Regions from separate parts of the Salmo salar genome. Here region 1 is linked to region 2. The links are chromatin contacts, called in public Hi-C maps. All regions are on one chromosome and are shown on one strand. Each heading gives the region's core, a stretch centred on a gene start, on an enhancer-like site or on the middle of the called end of the contact. The rest is flanking DNA. Distances are from core to core; before and after follow the strand shown.

Region 1 (4,039 bases), core at 1,016-3,515, 210 kb after region 2:
TCTGTATGACGGGTCGCCACTGAACCTTTCACTCATTAGCCTACCTAGTACGGCGCTTGGATTTTGAGTCAAGCTCGCTTTGTACCATGTGGGTCGCATCAGCCAGGTTTGGTTCAAACTGCTACTACCATCCATAATAGTCAACAACATATGACTGAAAGACATATCACACAAACACTGCTGGGGAGAGAAGTGAAGATTAGGAACTTGTTGTTCAGAGGGAAGAAAAGTAAACAGGAGAGTCAAATCTTCAGAACCCTGGCCTTTGCTTACCCATCAGCTGTAGATCATGGCTTTTCGCTATCCACATCTGGGAAAACAAAATTGACCAATGAGAAAGATTAGATAACCCATACATGCAGTATTAATTAGATAACCCATACATGCATAAACCATTTTAGCAGCAGCAGTTGTTGCATACATAGCCTACACTTTACAGATACGTCTTTTAGCAAAGATAAAAATGAAATAAATCCGTTTGAGCTCATTTCTACCAGCATGTCACCTGTACAACTAGAGGAGAAAAAAACTCTAGGTCACCTTTACTCCACACACAAAGGCACATACAAAACTCTCCCTCGCCGTCCATTTGGCAAATCTGACCATAACTCTATCCTCCTGATCCTCTGATTCCTGCTCACACAGGAAGTACCAGTGACGCACTCAATACAGAAGTGGTCCGATGAAGCGGATGCTAAGCGAATGGACTGTTTCGCTAGCACAGACTGGAATATGTTCTACTCCAACACCATCATTAAGTTTGCAGATAACACACGATGGTGGTGGGCCTGATCACCGACGACGAGACAGCTCACAGGGAGGAGGTCAGAGACCTGGCAGTGTGGTGGTTCCAGGAGAACAACCTCTCCTTCAGCGTCAGCAAGACCAAGGAGCTGAACGTGGACTACGAAGGTCAAAAGCCACGTGTCCTCCGAAACACAACCCTGCCAAGCCGCACTGCTTCTTGACACACTGCTCATTTAACACGGAAGCCAGCCACACCAATGTGTCGGAGGAAACACTGTACAGCTGGCTACCGAAGTTAGCGTGCATGCGCCCATCCGCCACAAGGAGTCACTAGAGTGCAATGGGACAAGGACATCCCAGCCGGCCAAACCATCCCCTAACCCGGACGATGCTTGGACAATTGTGTGCCACCTCATGGGTCTCCCGGTCGCGGCTGGCTGCGACACAGCCCGGGATCGAACCTGGATCTGTAGTGACATCTCTAGCACTGCGATGCAGTGCCTTAGACCGATGTGCCACTCGGGAGGCCAGGTGATATTTGAGAAGATTTTTTTTTTAAATTATGATTAGAATATTAAAAAAATATTATAAAAAATATTATTTTGGGTTAAAATAACACTCCAGGCAACTCATTGGTGTCTACAACTAGATAGAAAGTATGTAGAAATTATAATGGACATATATCTTCAAATAACTGCCCTTTTTCTGGCCCGCAAATTGATTTTGACAAACCCCAAAAATGTGTGGCCCTTAAATTTCAAAATCCCGATGTGGCCCTATCTCAAAAAAGTTTGCCCACCGCTGATCTAAGCCTAGGCCCTAGGCGGTAAATAAACAACATGTAGTAAAATGTAAAGTTACCGTTTTGATCACTCACCTGTCAAAAAGAACACCATCTGCAGATGAACAGAGAGGAATAGGCTGACATTTCACATTAAGATCCTGCTTATTCCTCTCTTTGGATTTGTGGATACATTTCATAATTTAAAAACTGTTTGTTTATGTCAACCGCGTGTATTCAACGGTGAGTGAGATGCTGCGTTAGCCTCTCGAATTTCAACTGGTACAACTACAATATAATGTGTTTTTTTTCTCAAAGTTGCCAGGATGTCACATGCATCACACTTATATCAGTGCACTCGTAACAACCTAAGCATTATGAAACTTCTATCAAATAAGTTGTATCAAAATAGCAATACATTTTTTATCTTGACTAAATTCGACACTCATTGTCCCCATACAAAAACTCATAATTAGCTTAATGATTCATTTTGGGAGCTAATCCCTCTCGCTTCACCTCTTCCTCTCTGACATTTGTTTGTTTGGATCCTATTTTTGTTTGGATTTTTACAAAGCAATTCAAAGATTTTGGATTTCATTAGAATAAGGCCCTTGGTTACGAGTCAAGTATGTGGCGGATGCTGGGAACTGAGACCTCCGAGTCATTAGATGGCAGTAATGCGCTGAAATGAAAATGAAAAATAAATTCCCCTGGAGGAAAAGTGTGTACTGCCGAAAAGTGAAGGGAGCCTGTCGTAAAATGGTTGCAACAATGTTGCCAGTAGAGAGTTCAGAGCTAAAAGTCAGTAGATAATAAACTTTTGCTATTTCAAAGGCGCTTGTTGTATTGTATACTTATGTTGAATGGATTCGATTCGAGGCGCCCGTCCCAAGTCGGTAGCCTACGTTAGGGGAGCCCTAAACTGAATTGATATCCAGCTATATTAGCGTTAAAATGGCATCATTCAACGGAGGGGGTAAGAACTCATAACAAATGTTCAAAACAAAGTCCACTTGGTAGTCAAATTATTCATTTAAATATTTGTGCTACACAAAAAGGTCCAATGCCTTTATCATCTAGCAGTCTGTTGTTAGCAATTATATGAAAATATGGCTAGCTATGTTTACAAGTTGCAAAGTAGGCCTACATTCAAATAGTCCCTACTCAAAGGTAGGATTAGTCTTGGTATTGCAGGGTAGGCTATGGTTGTCAATAATCATCATGGTCTTGAATAAAAGCTGGGTTTTATCCCATTTTTTCCCTCATCAACAGGAGGGAACCATGTACTTGTGGAAGTGAGCCCAGATATCCACATCTGTGGCTTCTGTAAGCAGCAGTACAATAACTTTGAGGTCTTTCTGGCCCACAAGCAAAATGGCTGTCATATACCCTCCTCTAACATATCAGCATCAAATTCCGCACCCACTCTTACAGGTAAGACCATAAGATGTCTCTCCCTACACGATCTTGTTTGAACATGCTACCCCAGACTCCTTTTATTATACTGTTGAAACAATGAATAGTCTATATGTTTTCAAGTTTAAAAAAAAGTCCTTTGTTATTTGGTAACTCAGTTGTCTGGAAATGTATCCTTTACAGTCAGAATATCCTCCCTTTGCCCCCAGATTCCAGCACAGAGTTTTTTGAGGAAGCCTACCAGACGTGTGTTATGAGAGGTGTCAAAAAGATCCTGACCAAAGCCCCAAAAACACCTTCCAAAAAAATAAAACCTGCCCTGACTTCAAAGAGACGCAGCTGCTGTTTCTCAGGTTGGTAGCTCACTCCCTCTTTCCTCGTTTATTACTCTTCTGACACATTGCTTCCATACAGCTGCAAGGGAGGAAGCACATTATTTGCTGGTCAGTTGCAACCAATTAGTTATTTACTGGGTCACATTTACTTTTTTTGATAGCTGACTTTTACACAACTTAATTCTACAGTGAAGTGGCCTTGAAATGTGGTTCAAACAACACTATTATATTCAGGCTGCATGAATCAATCAATTTTCTAATCAAATGCATAATTTATTCCTTTGCCCCTAGGTTGCTCTTTCAAGACACAGTACGGTCAAAAAGACATGGAGCGGCATCTCAAAACTCATACTGGTATGTAACAATACCAGTATTATTAGATCATAATTCAAATTGTATTTACGCTCATCCTAGTATGTATTGCAGTCGTGACATAAATGTATCCTCCAATCCACCTGTGTGTGTGTGTGTTTGTGTATATGTGCTTGTCTGTGTCCAGGTGAGAAGCCATTTGAATGTGAGCTGTGCCAAAAGCGGTTCAGCCGGAGGGACAAGCTGAACATGCACCTCCGATCCCACACGGGAGAGAAGCCTCACAAGTGCAAGTACTGTTCCTACGCTGCGGCCGACAGCAGCAGTCTGAAGAAACACCTCCGTATCCACTATGACGAGAGGCCCTTCAAGTGCCAGATCTGCCCCTATGCCAGCCGCAACTCCAGCCAGCTCACCGTACACCTCCGCTCACACACTGGTGGGTCTG
Region 2 (4,497 bases), core at 456-2,955:
ACAGCGGTCGATGTGGATTTGTTCACTGTTCTTCATCACTCTTGACAGCTGGGGATGGGTTTCTCTCCCAATGACTACTGCACTGTGATGTATTCCTTAAACCATTCAGAATAGGAAAAAAAAATTCAAATGGTTTAGGAGGGTGTGATGAATGCTTTCTTCATTGAAAATGTTAATCTCAATGTCTAGTTTTAGAGATCCTATAATTCATATAATTGTTTTATTATATATAATTATTTGATTGAATGTGTTTCTAACCAGGAAAGCAAGTAAAAAAGATCTACATATCTTTGTTCATTAATCATCAAGTCAAAGTATCTGAAACTAACAAAACTGTAACATAGAACCTTAATCACTCAAGTATTGTTTATCTATGCTAGTAGTAGGAGGAGGGTTAGGTTGGGGTGGGGTTAACATCCAACATCCAAAGACAATATGATTGTTATTAGTTAGGTTTCCTGACTTTCTTGAGCCCTCACAAAATAAAAAAGGGCGAGTTTACCTATTCATGAGGTAAAGTAGGATTAGTACATCATTTATGTGAAAAAGCAAATTGTGAATAGATTTTTTGGAGTAGTCAATGGCATAATGATTGAGAGAAGAACCACAGTGAGATCTATGCTACTGCCAGCTGTCAGAGGAGCTGGTGTGGGGGAGGGGAGAAGCTGTTGCTTTGACATGCAAGTACTCTGATGAAAAGAAGAGGAAAGGTGATCAGCTGTACTAAGAAAGCATAAAGTATTGGTCTCGACTTTACACTCTCTTTGAGTAAATACATTCATCCACTTTTTATAGCTTGAATGGATATTCATTTAATGTTCCATTCGGTAGACCCCGTAGGTGTATTTATTGGTTGTACTGTAGTAGGCTATGGCATGTTATGGATGATAAACTGGTTAGTTTGGATCCTGGATGCTGGCTGATTGGTTGAAAGCTGTGGTATATCAGACAATATACCACTAGTATGATGAAAAAATACTTGTTTACTGTTATATTTATGTTGGTAACCAGTTTATAATAGCAATAAGGCACCTCAGGGGTTTGTGGTATATGGCTAATATACCACGGATAAGGGCTGCACTCCACATTGCATCATGCATAAGAACAGCCCGTAGCCGTGGTATTTTGGCCATTTACCACTATTTTGGCCATTTACCACTCTGGCCTTATTGCTTAATTATAAACCACTTATTTCTTTGAGCTAAACATTCAAACTAATGTCACAAGGGCTATCATTCAATGCTTGAAAAGCACAATGACCTGCTCCTGCATAGCACATAATCCCACACGTAGCTGAGTTTTAGGTCCCCATCCCCCCTCCCCAAATGGTGCTCTGTTCTGTTGCAATGGGAAGTGGAGTGAGAGACATGTAAAAGGTAGTCAACATGGCGTTGAGAATTTTGCTTAGCACAAAGAGTTGCTAAAACATTGCTAATTTATTTAGGCCTAGTTGCTAACTAACTGTGGCTGTCTCAAATGGAAATGATGTAGGATACAATCAAATGTGTACTAGCCCATACATCAGTCTTATACAGAATAGAGTAACACTAGCCAATTAATTATCTTATCTAGGCCTATCCTCTCTCAGACCAAATCAATAGCTGACTAATCATCCCGTGACACAAACGCCACTGCAATGATTACATTTGTTCTTGTCTTTTGTAGGACAGGCCTAATATATCTACAGACGTTCTGTAACCTTGTTTTCATAAGAGATACGTTTTTTTTTGCGCGTCCATTTGTGCGTCCCACAAGACAGCGGAGACCTTGCGAAATAGCATATTCAACTTTTGTTTATTCTTTAGATTAGAATAATTTACTTCATCAAAAGTTTCGACCACGTGACTGTCCCTGTCTCGCTTTTGGGGCCGTGAAGTGCACGCGCTACATCTCTCCCGGATTCGTTAAGAACGCGCTTCAGAACTCAACAGCTGCACAGTGAGGATGCAAGCGTTGAAAAAGAACAATATGACCGACAAACAATTGTAGCAAGGTGACTATAGTAGCTACTATTCTTGAACTAGTTTGGGGAGAGGACATAACACGCAGTTTATTTCACAATTAGCTAGATAACTATTTTTTCGATTAATCGAAAGTTTACCTGGAAAGCCTGAATTGGTAGATATTGGTGAGTTTTCGTGTTGCAGTTTTATCTGAAACAAACAACAATCAGTGTACCAGCATTGATTGCTAGCTATCTAAGTATTTCTGAAGGTGAACTCAAATTATGGTTAATTTGGATCACTGTTTTATTAGCTATGTCTGAGTCCAGAAATTGTTAGCGATGTCTTTGACTTTGTTCCTGCTAAATTAGGAACTAGCGTGTTTAGCTAGGTAACGTTAGCCAGCTATTTTATCCAAATGGCTGAATTTTGCAATGTTTGATAGGAAACCGCTGTCCCAATGTTTCAAATAATATGGGTGGTTAGCAGACGTTAATTTAACTAGCTAGTGCTAGTAAGCAGGATGTAGCTAGCCGCATAGCTAGCAAAACGAGTTACAAAAGTGTTAACTTTTGTCTGTATTATTGAATAATAGCAAATGTATCTCCAATAGAAAATCCATGATATGCACGATTTATCTTTTTGTGTGTGACATGAATAGTTATAGCTATACAACTTCATCTATTAGCCATTTAATTTGGCATGCATTACAGATTCATAACCGTTGGATTAACTCGACCAGTGCATCATTTGTTTTATCACGTTGCATAACAATAATCGCTCGAGAACAAATTGGAGACCTGTTTGATCAAATACGACTAGAAAAAAACTATCATATTAAAAAAAAATAGGTGGTTGACTGGGATGGTTCATACAGAGAAGCCTCATATTTTAGGTTGAGTATTTTCTCATCATGGAGGATGAAACTTGTAACTTCCTTGTAACTTCCTTATGAAACTGTGTACAGCTTTAACTGATTGCCAACACTGGCTTGTTGAACAAAGAATGAACATATTCTGCTAGGTCAGAATACATTTACTCAGAAGTGGAAACCAAAATAGGAACATTTTGAAATAAATTAATTACAAATAATTGACCATCTTTTTGTAGATACTATCAAACTCTTTATGCAATGTCGTCATTTTAAATATGTAATCTTGTATGAACTAGTTTATCCAGTTATTCCACATTTTATCCAACTGCTAAAAAGAGAACCAAGCCAAGGCTTTGCCAGTCATGTTTAGTATCTTTGCAGTAATAGCAAACTGTCGAACGTGCAGCAAAATGATGCATTCTTCACACTAGTTTATCATACTAGGAAATGTATATAGTCTCATATCTAGTTTCAATATGAGAACTCAACTTCTGTTTTATTTGAGTCATCTTGGTGCCTTTTAGCATTCTTAGGCCAATTCACCTTGCCATGATGATATCAACTAGTTTTCCCCTGTTTCTTCTACAGGAATGTACTTAAGACCTAACTCCCCTGGGTGATTCACTGCCAGTCTTCCACAATGATATTCAGCAACTTCATCCAGTAACTCCTTGCCTAAGGAAATACTCAAGTGTATATAGATCAATTGCACAACTTTTGGGGAGGAAATGCCAACTCACCTGTTGTTGCCATATGTGGAAAGTCCAGATGGACTTGGACAAGACAGTCTAAACATTAGTAGTGGTGCTAGCACGCCAGGGGCCGGCTCCAGCATGACCCCTCACTGTAACATCGTTGACAAGGCTGAGCCTCAGCCTGAGGAAAGCCTGCTGGAAGCCCTGGACTGCATGTTTTGTGACCAGACCTTCACACACCAAGATGACCTGGGCCCACACGTCTTGACCCAGCACCCCACAACACTGTTTGAACCTGCTGTTTTGTGTGTGGAGGCAGAGTACTTGATCCCAGGTGAAAGGGCCAGGTCCAAACCCAGCTTGCCATCTGTAAAGGAGGTGGAGGTGTTTAGCTGTGTTGTGTGTGATCGAACCACAGAGGACGCCAGCGAGCTGGAGAGCCACATGCGGACACACAAGGACTGTTTCACTTTTCACTGTAACCTTTGTGGCCGGCGGTTCAAGGAACCCTGGTTTCTCAGGAACCATATCAGGTTCCATAAGACAAAGGCCCAGCAGAACCTGGACGGTCCAATTATTATCAATGAAGTCATCCAAGACCAAGTCTCAGAGCCTGTAATCACGCCTTACAAAATGTGCTTTACCTGTGGATTCTTTTTCCCCGATAAAGACAGTTTGGTGGAACACAGTAAAGTACATCGTAAAGAATCAGAAGCTGATGAAGACAGAGAAAATGATAGACGGGAAGATTCTCTCAGTCAAGAAGGTTTTTTACGGGGCCTCAACCTTTGCCCCATATCTGAGAAAAGTAGTACGACGCCAGAGAGATCCTCCAAATGGATAGCCCAACTAGACCCTTTCAACACTTACCAGGCCTGGCAACTTGCCACCAAGGGAAAGGTCGCAGTTGGTCCAAGTGTGGCTAAAGACGTAGGCCTAAGCCAAAACAACAGCTCCGACAACGAGGACTCTGGCTCAGATAAAG

The links. A called contact is a pair of places that touch in the nucleus more often than the background predicts.
Region 1: a Hi-C map of gill shows a contact between it and region 2, with 3 times the contacts expected there. The contact joins the promoter of LOC106567118 here to the promoter of LOC106567120 in region 2. A contact is called at or near these places in 2 of 3 Hi-C or Micro-C datasets (gill and muscle).

What each region holds. Positions count from the first base shown.
Region 1 is chrssa13:39,950,675-39,954,713 of Ssal_v3.1, forward strand. It overlaps LOC106567118 (zinc finger protein 64), which reads left to right and starts at 2,266. Exons shown (of 6, transcript XM_014136035.1): 1 at 2,266-2,504; 2 at 2,801-2,962; 3 at 3,154-3,297; 4 at 3,571-3,633; 5 at 3,779-4,030. The coding sequence starts at 2,483.
Region 2 is chrssa13:39,737,582-39,742,078 of Ssal_v3.1, forward strand. LOC106567120 (zinc finger protein 217) reads left to right here and starts at 1,706. Exons shown (of 5, transcript XM_014136040.2): 1 at 1,706-1,993; 2 at 3,406-4,497. The coding sequence starts at 3,546.